2 separate regions of the Mus musculus genome follow, and region 2 is linked to region 1. A link is a contact called in public Hi-C data. All regions are on one chromosome and are shown on one strand. Each heading gives the region's core, a stretch centred on a gene start, on an enhancer-like site or on the middle of the called end of the contact. The rest is flanking DNA. Distances are from core to core; before and after follow the strand shown. Region 1 has its middle 26 kb from the start of Ets2. Region 2 holds the start of 1600002D24Rik (RIKEN cDNA 1600002D24 gene).

The links. A called contact is a pair of places that touch in the nucleus more often than the background predicts.
Region 2: a Hi-C map of bone marrow-derived macrophages shows a contact between it and region 1, with 35 read pairs. The contact joins the promoter of 1600002D24Rik here to the enhancer-like site in region 1. A contact is called at or near these places in 1 of 15 datasets of contacts at CTCF or cohesin (the NIH/3T3 cell line), 22 of 484 Hi-C or Micro-C datasets (the 63-12 cell line, the AtT-20 cell line, B cells and 17 more), 5 of 115 datasets of contacts at active chromatin or transcription factors (the HPC-7 cell line, embryonic stem cells, epiblast stem cells and 2 more) and 2 of 9 other capture datasets (adipose tissue and liver).

The regions. Positions count from the first base shown.
Region 1 is chr16:95,725,464-95,731,328 of GRCm38.p6, reverse strand. No RefSeq gene overlaps it. Among named protein-coding and RNA genes, the nearest start is that of Ets2, 26 kb to the right of the region's middle. Within about 2 kb of position 2,233, at least 179 of the 459 cell types and tissues checked have an H3K27ac peak or open chromatin away from gene starts, as enhancers often do. A contact at or near this core is called in the 63-12 cell line, the AtT-20 cell line, B cells and 10 more, where this site is marked.
Region 2 is chr16:95,926,801-95,932,746 of GRCm38.p6, reverse strand. It overlaps 1600002D24Rik (RIKEN cDNA 1600002D24 gene), which reads left to right and starts at 3,670. Exons shown (of 4, transcript NR_040484.1): 1 at 3,670-3,731. It overlaps Gm41508 (a long non-coding RNA gene), which reads right to left. Exons shown (of 3, transcript XR_876299.1): 2 at 1,359-1,540; 3 at 1-10.

The DNA of each region.
Region 1 (5,865 bases), core at 984-3,483:
AAACAGCTCAGTGCAGGGGACACAGTCATTCCCAGGCACCGTCCACCCAAACTCTAGCAGGCCCTAGCAGGGGTGTTCTCTGTCAGACTCGGCTCACCCAAGGCTGGTGAGGCAGCAAAGCTCATTCTTAGTGAAGTCCCCTCTGATCCTCCTGTGAGGGTCACAGGGATGACTCCTTTTGGGGGATTCCTCTGCCCATGTTTGCCTAATGTTTAGATATATCTGAGTTGCTAATGCTGTATTGTTTCCTATTTACCAGTTGTCTATGTCCTCTTAAAAAAAATATTCTACCATTCTTGATGCTAGAGAGATGGCTTAGGAGCTAAGACCGTGCACTGCCTTTGCAGAGGACCTGGGTTCTGTTCCCAGAACCCACACAGCATCTCTAAGTCATGTGTAACTCCAGGGGACTCGAGTTGCTCTTCTTTCCAGGGCACTAGGCATACACATGGTATACATGCATGCATGCAGGTAAAACATAAAATTAATCTTAAAATAAAAACTGTTCTTTTTATCTGGCCCTTCCTCTCCTCCTTCTCCCTCCCTTCCAGTCTACCTTCTCCTCCCCCCTTCTCTCCCCCTCCTTTCCCCTTCCCTCTCTTCCCCCTCCTCACCCTCCTCTTCCTTCCCCCAGTCCTATTTGTTCCCTTTCCTTGCCCTCTCCTCTCCTCCATCCCCCCTTCCTTTTCTTCCCTCTCCCTGCCTTCCCCTCCCCCCTTTCCCCTCCCTCCCCCCTCTCCCCCTCCCTCCTCCTTTTTCTCCTCCTTTTCTTCCTTCCCTGTGCTAGTTTGGGACCCAGAGGCTTGCACAAGCTCAGATAAGTGCTCTACCACTAGGCTGCATTTCAATCCTCTCTTCATTTGAGCATTTGATCTGATTTTACTTTGTCTCTACCCTTGGCGATATAAATCTCACCCCTTGTTTACTCTTTATAGTAAGAGCCTCTCTCTGTGTCTGTAATATTTTTAACGCTTAAGATAGTTCCAAGAGCACAGATACCACTCAGGGTACTGAAGCTATCATGAATCTGATCAGTGTTGAGGACATGAGTTGAAGAACCCTCTCAGATTTCTCTCAGAGTCGTCCATTCACTTCCAGCCCTAGAACCTCAAGGTGGGGCTGGGTTCAGAGACAGCAGAGACTTTACAGAGGCACCTGGATTAGGATTAGGTCTCCGTGGTGCACTAAGGTAGGCTGCTGTTATCTTATGAACAGGAGAATGTGGACACAGGAGCACCACTTTCCTGTGCAGCAAGTGGAGGCTGGGGTGAAGAGCCAGGCAGGGTAGATGATGCACGGACGCCGTGTCTATGTCCACACAGCAGGGAAGGAGCTGGGGGTGGATGATGCTTATTTTCCCAAAAGGAACAAAACTGGTGACATCCTCACGTCACACAACAGCTTGCAGAGCAATAATAAAATAAATGCTGCCAATGTGTGGCCCTGGATGCCAGCCCCACGGAGTTAATGCTTACAAGATGTGGGAGGGTGGACTAAAAGAAACAGCTAATGTGAAAGCAGCAGGGTGTTTTCTCATGTGTGTGCATGTGTGTGCATTTGGTGTGTGCTCACATGTATATATCATGTGCACGTTCCAAGGACTGAAGTCTTAGCTCCCATACACATCAGGCATAGCAAGTCAGGAGCTACACTGATGGATCAGGATCCAGCCCCTCTGGTGCAGGAGTTTTATCTCTCTAAGCCTCAATTCCCACATCTGCAAAATGGGAGTAGTAAAACCAACCTCTCAAGGAATAAATGGAATGGCAGATGAAAGTGAACTTTGAAAATGGTGCTGGCTGTTGCAGCCATTAATTATGTGCTTACTTTATGATATGGACAGCCGCATCCAACCCCAAAGTGGGTGGTATTTCTCAGCACCAGGTTCATGTGAAGGTGACCACAGCCAACATGTAGTTCTTTTCTATTCAGAGTCCAAGTCTCATGTGCTTTTTTTTTTAGCCTCCGTGTTCTGTCTTCCAGCCAGCCTGCCTCTCTCTGGTCCACTGGACTGCACGAACCCGTGCTTCTGATGTGCTGTGCCACGTGATCACATGCTGAACCCTGGCTCTACATCTGAAGAGATTAGAGTTGGACACATGGAGACAGCTTGTGGGAACTGGCTTTGGCAATCCTGAACCATTGTGCCACCTGAACATGGCTTCGGGAGACAGGGAGGGGACAGTTACTCATAGCGCCTAGAACAAAAACCATGTCAGTTCCAGTTGCAACGATGTCATCACACCAGCTATGCCCAAAAATGGACTTTCCCAAGTGTCATATTTCAGGCAGGACTCACATGACTGAGCTCCGCCCAAGAGTTACAACATGCTTTCATAACCGGGGGTTTCCCCGGCTAAGCTTTTGGGTCTCACCCTTCTGTATTGCTCTGAGAGAGCTGACAGATCAGCATCTGGCCCAGATGAAGAGATCTGAAGGTCATGGGTAATTTGAAATGCAAACCAAGGGCTGTGGATAGAGGAACTGGGAGCCTGAAGGAGCCCTAGTGTGACATCTGCAGTAGTGTTGATGATTCCTTTTTAAAAATAACAACTGTTGTGTTAGAGAGAGAGAGAGAGAGAGAGAGAGAGAGAGAGAGAGAGAGAGAGAGAGAGAGAGAAGCCAGGCATGTTTGGTGGATGAGTGGTATGGTACAGGGGAAGGGGGTGCCTCTGAGTGCCCATGCTGAGGCATCCCTTCCCCCTGAGGGACCAGCCACAGGATGAGTATAGTATATAATAGAGCTTATTTGGGGCATGAGGAGGGGAGTTGGGGGAGGGAGGGAGGGAGGGAGGGAGGGAGGGAGGGAGGGAAGGAGGGAGGGAGGGAAGGAGGGAGGGAGAGAGAGAGACAGAAGAAGAAGGAGGGTGAGGAAGAGGAGGAGGAGGAAGAGGAGGAAGAGGAGAAGGAGAAGGAGAAGAAGAAGAGGGGAAGAGAGGAGAGGAGAGGAGGGGAGGGGAAGGGAGGGGAGGGGAGGGGAGGGGAGGGGAGGGGAGGGGAGAGGAGAGGAAAGGAGAGGAGTGGAGTGGAGAGGAGAGGAGAGGAGAGGAGAGGCTAGCCATGAGGAGTGGAGAGAGTGGGGAGAGAAGGAACAGAGGAAGAAGAGGGTAAGAGAGCAAGAGAAGAAGAAAGAAGAGAGTGAGGAGGGGCCAAGCAGCCCCTTTTATAGTGAGTCAGGCACACCTGGCTGTTGCCAGGTAACTGTGGGGTGGAGCCTAGAAGGAATGCCATCACCAATAAATAACATTTTATTTTAAAAATTATACAGTATATTTTGATCATATATTTTCCCCTTGTTTAAATTCTTCTCAGATCCTTCCTACTTCCATCCCTTCCCAACTGCATGTTCTTTGCGTCTCTCAAGGCAAAAACAAAACCCAAAAACTGAAAATTAAAACATAAACCTAAAAAAAAAAAGTCAATAGGACAAAAAAAAATGTCCAAACAAAACAAAACAATAGTGTGCCGGACCCCTTCCCCCAAACAAAACTTCTGGAGTTGGTTTTGTGTTAGCTAACTACTCCTGGGCATGGGACCTGCCTTGGAGTGTGGTATTCCCAGGGATAGCCATTTGAGACAATGGATTTTTCCTTCTACCAGAAAGTATCCATTGCAAATAGTTTCTTAGTTAGGGGTGATACTTTGTGTCCACTTCCCTTCCTCCATGCTGAGATTTTGTCTGGTTTGAACCTGTGCAGGTCTTGGTATGCTACTGTAGTCTCTGTGAGTTATTATTATTATTATTATTATTATTATTATTATTATTATTATTATTATTATTTTATCAATCCTTTTATATCTGATACCTCTGGCTCTTCCAATCTTTCCCCTCCACTTTCATAAAGGTCCCTGAGCCTTGATGAGGTCTGGCAGGGCTTGATAAAGACATCTTCTCTGCACGTTATCTAGCTGTGGGTCTCTGTGTCAATTCTCATCTATTGCAAGAAGCTTCTCTGGTAGGGGCTGAGAGATGCTTTCATCTGTGGGCATAGGAGTATAGCATTAAGCTACATTTTATTGCTAATGTCCTTTAGAAGAGTAACAGTAATTGATCTTTTCCTAGGCCCATGACCTATATAACCTCAGAGTCACCTATATGTTCTGTCTCATGGAGTAGGTCTTAAATCTGGCAAAAAAAAAAAAAATGCTTGGTTATTACCATAACCTTTGTGCCACACCTGCACCAGTCTATCAGACAAGCGCCTGATTGCTGTAGGCTGAGGGTTGGTTCTGATGACTGCTTTCCCCCTCTGGTAGAGCACAGAGTAACTTCCGGGTACTGTGTCTGCTGGTCAGACCTGGTGAAGCCTCTAGTTGGGCAGCATCTCAGTTTCTTCATGGTTGATGGCATACGTAAGCTGTGTCTTCAGCGATAGGGCCTTACCATCATGTGTGGATAGCAACCAATAGCATTTGCAACAGCCTGTGGTATTGGGGGTGAGGGCAGACCTGTTTATGGACTGCTCTCTCCAGTGATGTAAGGCATTCCTGATGCTGGAGATTATACTTAGTAGTATAGGATGTGCAGTTGAGGCATTGTCTTGCCCCTTACACAGTGACTCCATTTACATTCCTTTCATATATGTGTATACTTTAGGAAGCTTTTAGAGTAGGTTTCTGTATTACTTTTCAGAAGTCCTTTGGTGTTAGTTACCCCTCCCCCAACTCTCTCATCCATCCTTCTCCCCCCCCCCTCCATATTTCACCCTCCTAATATTGTTTTCTGTATCTCTTTATAGCACTACAGTCTCTTTCCCCTTCCTTGGAAGATCCCGCCCCCAGTCCCTTATTATCTACCTCGATGGATATTTGAAGCACACATATCTAAAGCTTAAGAGATGGCATCCATACATAAGAGGAAATAAGCAAAATTTGTCTTCCTCTGGGTTTCCTCACCCAGGATGATTTTTTTTTTCTAGCTCTACTCATTTGCCTGAACTTTTCATAATTTCATTTTTATTAACAGTTGCAAAATATTTCATTATATAATAGTCTAGATTTTCATTATTATTTATTAGGAGGTGCACAGCTAGGTTGTTTCCAGTCTCCAGCTATTACGAATAGTGCAGCAACAAACACAGATGAGTGAGGATCTCTATAGTAAGATAGAGAGTATTTTGGGTATGTGGCCAAGAGTAATATAGCTGCATACTGTGTTCGATTGATTTTCAGCTTTTTGAGGAGCCTCCAGCACTGATTTTCATAGTGGTTATACAATGAATAAGCCTCCCCTCCCCCCATCTTTGCCAGCATATGCTGTCAATTGTTTTACTGGTCTTGGCCATTCTGACTGGGGTAAATGAAATCTCAAGGTAGTTTTAAGTTTGCACTTCTCAGATGGCTAAGGATGTTGGACATTTCTTTAGCCTTCCTCATCCATTTGTGTGTTTCTTCGTTTGAGAACTCTCTGCTTAGTTCTGTATTCCGTTTTGACCAAGATGTTTGTTTTGTTGATTATTTTTTTTTTTAGTACTTGGTATATGTTAGGCACTAAACTTCTATCAGGTGTATAATTAACTGGCAAAGGTCTTTTCCTATTCTGTAGGGTCTTGCTTTGCCTGGTGGTATCCTTTTCCATACGAAGGTTCTCAGCTTTATGAAGTCCCATTTATTGATTGGGTTTTAATGCTATCAATATCCTGTTCAGAAATTCTTTTCCTGTGCCCATGAGTTCAAGCCCATTCCTTCATTTTTCTTTTATGAGATTCAGGAATCCTGGTCTTAGGTTGACGTTCCGATATGTTGAGTTTTGTAGAGGGTGATAGATATGGATCTATTTATATTCTACATACAGCTATTCAGTTTGGCCAAGACTATTTGTTGAAGATGCTGTCTTTTCTCCAGTGTATCTGTTTGACTTCTTTA
Region 2 (5,946 bases), core at 2,421-4,920, 200 kb before region 1:
AGTGTCTCCCCTGTTATTGCAAATGGGAGTGGAGAAAAGAGTCCACAGAGGGAGGAAAAGAGGAGCAAATATGTACAAGCTACCCTGGAGACAAAGGGTTAAATTCAAAATATATAAGAAGCTCACGAACAGTGGCAAATCTTCCCAAACCTGACTTTGCCTTAAGTTTGCACTCTTAAATGAAAGATAATTACCTTTAAAAGATAGCAGGTGGTCAGAGATGCAGCTTGGTTGACAGGTCCTCTAAGCCTGATGAGGCCCTGGGTTTGATTAACGGTACTGCATAAACTGGGCACATGGGGAAGCAGGCCTGTGATCACACTGGGCATGGGGAAGCAGGCCTGTGTGTGGTAGATAGTTTCTTCCTTTCTTTTATTCTTTTCATGTGTCTGCATTTTTGGTATGCACATGTATGTGTGTGCACATGTACACATGTGCACGCGTGGACATGCTTACACTGGTTTTACACACGGGCCATCAAACCCACCTGGCATTTATGTCAGTTCTGGGATCTACACTCAAGCCTGCTGCTTATGCACAAATGGTTTAACCACTGAACTGTCTCCCCAGCTCTAATCTACTTTGAACCACGAAAGAGCCCTGGTTCAAGAGCTAGGCCCTGAGCAGCCTGGTAAGACACAGTGCTCTCTGTGGCCTTGGACCCCACCCTGCCATTGATGGTGACTTTGTATCCCTCGCACTTCTGTATCCCAGAAGTGAGACTCATGAATTCCTTCAGGCAAGGATACATTAGCCTTCCATCTCTGCTGTTCTTGTTATGTCCTGCCAGACACACATCTGCTTAGAGACACACCCTGGGATAGTTGGCAAGAATATAGAACAAACAAACAAACAAACAAACAAACCAATGAGAGGTACCTCCCTCAGATGCCCGACAGTCCAGCCGCAAAGCCGCCCCTGAGTCCTCACTATTTTAACTTGCTATTACTCAAACTGACGCACTTCTAGTACCAGGAAAAGGGGAACACGGCTTCCTTGGTATCCGCAAAGAGGAACCGAAACAAACAACCTAACAATTCCATTCAAGAAAAAAGCAGACACAACCTAGGGAAATAAGGCGTGTGCCCGAGGTCAATCTGCTTTCTGAATGAGAATCAGGATGTGGCAGGGGACTCGAGGCTTTTAATAGACTGAAGGAGAACGGTGGAGGCCATCCGGGTTCTATGGCCCAGAGCTGGTCTCACTGGGTTTCTTGATGATCCCTAGAGCCTGGCTCAGTGGCTGAGCCTTGCAGCCACCCAGACCAGACATCTATGGTTGGCCTGCCTCTGTGTGACTTACAGAAGGCTGTGGCTATGTTGGGTGATGTCCTTCATGTTGGCCTACATTTCTGTTACCTGATTCTTCTGAACTGGGGTGCCATGTCCTGTGGGTATATCTTCAGTCAGGGTCTCTTCCACTCTGGCGCACAGGGCTCTCAGAGCAGAGGCTGGGCATTTTCCACACAGGATCCAGCTGTTCAGCCTCTGACACCGCGATTCGACATTGTCGTCTACAAAGTCCGTCTATGAAGTCCATCCTGAAGAATCATGAAACTGAGTTACAAAAATCCCCAACCAGCCAAACAAACAAACAAACAAAACAACGGGAAAAACCATCATGTTTTAAACAGTTTAGGATTTAATGTTGGGCTATAATCAAGTTGTACTCAGCTGCAGACTGGACATATCCATGCTGCTCCATGTGAGTGATAGGGTGTGTGTCTGTATGTGTATCTGTGTATGTGTGTGTCTGTGTCTGTATATGCGTGTCTCTGTGTGTGTATATATGTATGTGCGTGTGTATATGTATATGCATATGTGTGTCTGTGTGTGTGTATATATGTATGTGTGTGTCTGTATGTGTATCTGTGTGTCTGTATATGTGTGTCTCTGTGTGTGTATATATGTATATGTGTGTGTCTGTATATGTGTGTCTGTGTGTGTGTATATATGTATGTGTGTGTCTGTGTGTGTCTGTATATGTGTGTCTCTCTGTGTGTATATATGTATGTGTGTGTATATATATATATATATGTATGTGTGTGTCTGTGTGTGTATGTCAAAATAACATGGTACATGCTTTCCTTCACTCAAGCTGTTCTGCATCCCTTGGGAATGCCCGATGTGATGGTTTGAATATGCTTGGCCCAGGGAATGGCACTATTACTAAGTGTGTGGCCTTGTTGGAGTAGATGTGTCATTGTGAGGGTGAGCTTTGAGACCCTCATCTTAGTTGCCTGGAAGTGGTATTCTGTTTGCCTTCAGAACAAGAGGTAGAACTCTCAGCTCCTCGAGCCCTATGCCTGCCTGGATGCTGCTCTTCTCCCACCTTGATGATACTGGACTGAACCTCTGAACCCGTAAGCCAGCCCCAATTAAATGTTGTTCTTGTAAGAGTTGCCTTGGTCGTGGGGTCTGTTCACAGCGGTAAACCCTAACTACGACACCAGAGTTCCCTCATGGTTAGTGGGAAGGAGCCAGGTGTGGCGAGGAGAAGCAGGCAGCCTGCTGCACCTGTCAGGTGGGTCCCACCTCCTGCAGATCTGTCAGATCTGTTTTGTGGCTTCCGTGGCTCATGTCGGGACACAGAAACAGAGCATCTTTGCCAAAGACGCCGTCAGGCCACTGTCGTACTCACTGGTCTCCAGTGCCCCAATGTTCAGAAAGGGATTTAGGTGCCATGGCAACAGCGTGTGACCTTTAGGAGGTGGTTCTGCTGGGAGGGCTCCACCCTCGGTGATGGATTAATGCTCCCCAGGAAGTCTGTGGGTTATTTCAACAGTGGGCTGTCAGAACAGAGCTCCTTGGCTCACACCACTTCACCCTCCTGTACACTGTGGTGATCTGAACAAGACATGTCTCCCACAGGCTCATTGCCTGAACACTCAGTCCCCTGCAGGAGCCGCTGCCTGTGGAGATGATGGAACCTGGAGGAGAGGGAGCCTTCTGGAGGAAGTGTGTTACTGGGGCCAGGCTTCGATGGTTTATAGTCTCTCACCCCACTTCCTGTTCCCCTTTCTCTGTTTCCTTTGTATGGATGAAAAATGCAACCAGCTATCTTCCCGCTTGCTGACTGCCCTTCCCTGCCATGAGGATTCTGTCCTTCTGGAGCCATGAGCTAAAACAAGGCCTGCCTTCCTGAAGAGTTTTTGGCCACAGCCAAATACAGCAACAGAAGAATATTAAGTGTGCCTGCTGTTGGTCAGCTTTCGGCAGGATAACAAAGTTTCTCAAGCAATCAACTATAAAAGGCTTGTAGTTCATGTTGCTTGAGTCCTGTGGTTTGCAGGAAGTATCATGGTAGGTGTACATGGGAGGGATTGCATCCCTCAGGGCAGCTGGGAAGAGAGAGAGGTAAAATGAGCCAGGGTCCCCGTTCTCCTTTAAGACACACCCAGAGCCTTAACTTCTTATGCACCAGGAGCTTCCCAGTAGCATCATGTGGTAGGGACCAAGGCTTAATGGACAAGCCTTGGGGAAGGGCTGTGAGTTAGACACCATTACACGCAGTCTCTCTCCTTGGCACGCTATGAGAAGGCCTCCCTGAGGTCCCAGCACCTGTGCTGGACTTAAAGCCTCAAGGAACACAAACGTCAACGTCTGTGCCTGCACGAGCAGGTTTTGCTTTCTCAGAAAGTCTCACAGGCTTCCGTAACTCCTCCCGTTTGCTCTACACATTCAGGCCATTCTGGGAAGAAACCTCGTGTTGCTACACAGAAGACCAGGCAGGTAGACGGCTGCTTCACTTTCCTTTGGTTTCACCACTACACATGTCTGTCTTCTCATAGGAACTCCGGAGAGAGAGAGAGAGAGAGGATGAGGGACAGAGGGACTGAGAGAGCTGGCTCCTGTTTCACCTGTCCCACTTCACCCCCGCCCCCCATGCTTCCCAGTCTGAATGTTTACATTGTGCAACTGTGGCAGGGTCAGGGACTCGCTCAGCCAGCCCCCGGCCTGCGGTTGGAGAGAAGCAAAGTTGTAGATCTTGTTTGCTGTATTTGGTCAAAGGCCACACTTCAAATACCAGATCCTTCACTGGGGCTGAACTGTCGACCTGTGTTGGGTTTCTAATTTGCACTTTCTAGGGAGTCCATGGGGTTATGTGCAATGAGGGGATTAAACTGTTTCACTAGAATCTATTAGTTATGTATAATTACGGGCTCCATGGTGCCACACTGATGCATGTATATAACATATTCTGCTTATCTTGACCTCCATTACCACTCCCTCCTCCTCCTGACCCTCTCCTCTTCCCCACCCACTACGTTTCTGACTCTTCCTTGTTTGTTTTGGTGGCCCAGTGAGTTTTGTTAGGGTTGCTTGCCTACAGGAGCCTAGACGAGAGCTCATTCATCAGGCATGGGCCATGCAACTGAAGGAAACTTCTCCCTTCAGTGATGGGATACTTCTAGTTTTACTTTAAGAAAGTAACTGTTGTAAAATGATTCATGTCAGCTCACCTTAGAAAATATGGATTAATTAAAGGAAAAATATACTCAAGACTCCTAGCCACTCAAATGCACTGCTGATGGCTTGGGTAGGGAACCAACCTGCGTAGATGGTCTTATTATTTATTAGGGCACCTTGTCATGTTTGGTTTTTTATCCTATCATTATTTCAATACAACCTGCCTTTTCATTATATTAAAATTGTAGTGGAGTTAATGTTGACCTCCCATGGACGTGACACCTGGGCCAGAGCTGTCAGCCCTGGTTTACAGATCTGAAGCACAGTGGAGCAGACTTTCTGAGCCTGGGTTTCTGTCTGCGAAATGTACGCTTGATGCTTTTTACTTCTGTGTGTATTCTGCTCAGAAAATTAAATTAGCTACCTTTAAAAAAAAAAAAAAGCTAAAACCTGCTAATTTCTAACAAAAAATGTAGAGTATGCAGATCCAGTGACTACACATGTCCCACTGAGCCTCTTTCACACACACACACACACACACACACACACACACAAGAAACACACACATATAGACACACACACACATAGACACACACACATAGACACACACACATAGACACACACACACATAGACACACACACACATAGACACACACACATAGACACACAGAGACATACCCACTCCCACATACACACACACAGACAGACAGACACATAGACACACACATACACACACAGACACAAACAGACATACTCACCCCCCACATACACACACATATACATACACATACACACACACATACACACACACACACACACACACACACACACGCTCATTTTACTGGAGTTGCAGAGAGTTGTGAGCTCCCAGATGGGTGCTGGGAATTGAACAAGCACTCTTAACTGCTGAGTTCGTTCTCCAGCCTACAATCCCTTATTCTATCTACATGTGTGTGAGCACATGTATGTGCTGTACATGTGTCCCCATGTTTGTGTGTGTGCACATGGGCACATGTGTGCCTTTTGTGTTTTCCCTCAGTCACACGTCACCTTATTTCTTGAGACTCAGTCCCTCACTGATCCTGAGCTTATTGATTAGACTGGCTGGCCAGCAGGCTCTAGGGATTCTGGGATTGCAGATACATGCTGCGTGCTGCAGCTAGCACTTTTATATAGGTGTTGGGGATGTGAACTCGGGTCCTCATGCTTGGGCAGCAAGCACTTTGCCCACTGAGACCGTCTCAGTGATGTCACCACTGCAACCTTCTTTCTGGCCCTCAACCTTCAAAGAAAAACCTCTTGGGCAAGGTTAGGGGGTTCTGATCTCTCTTCTGGGCTCAGGGTAGAAAAAAAGGACGTGTTGAAGGCTTTGGATCCCCTGTGGGAGGGGAGTTCCCCTTATCCCTGGCCTCTGACCTAGCAGGCAGCCTTTGCTGCAGAGCAGTCTCCAGCTTCACCCTGGCTTGAATATTAGCTGAATGTGTGCACTGGGCAGGCCGATGAACTCCTTTTTAAAAGGCTTTATTGTTTTCATTAC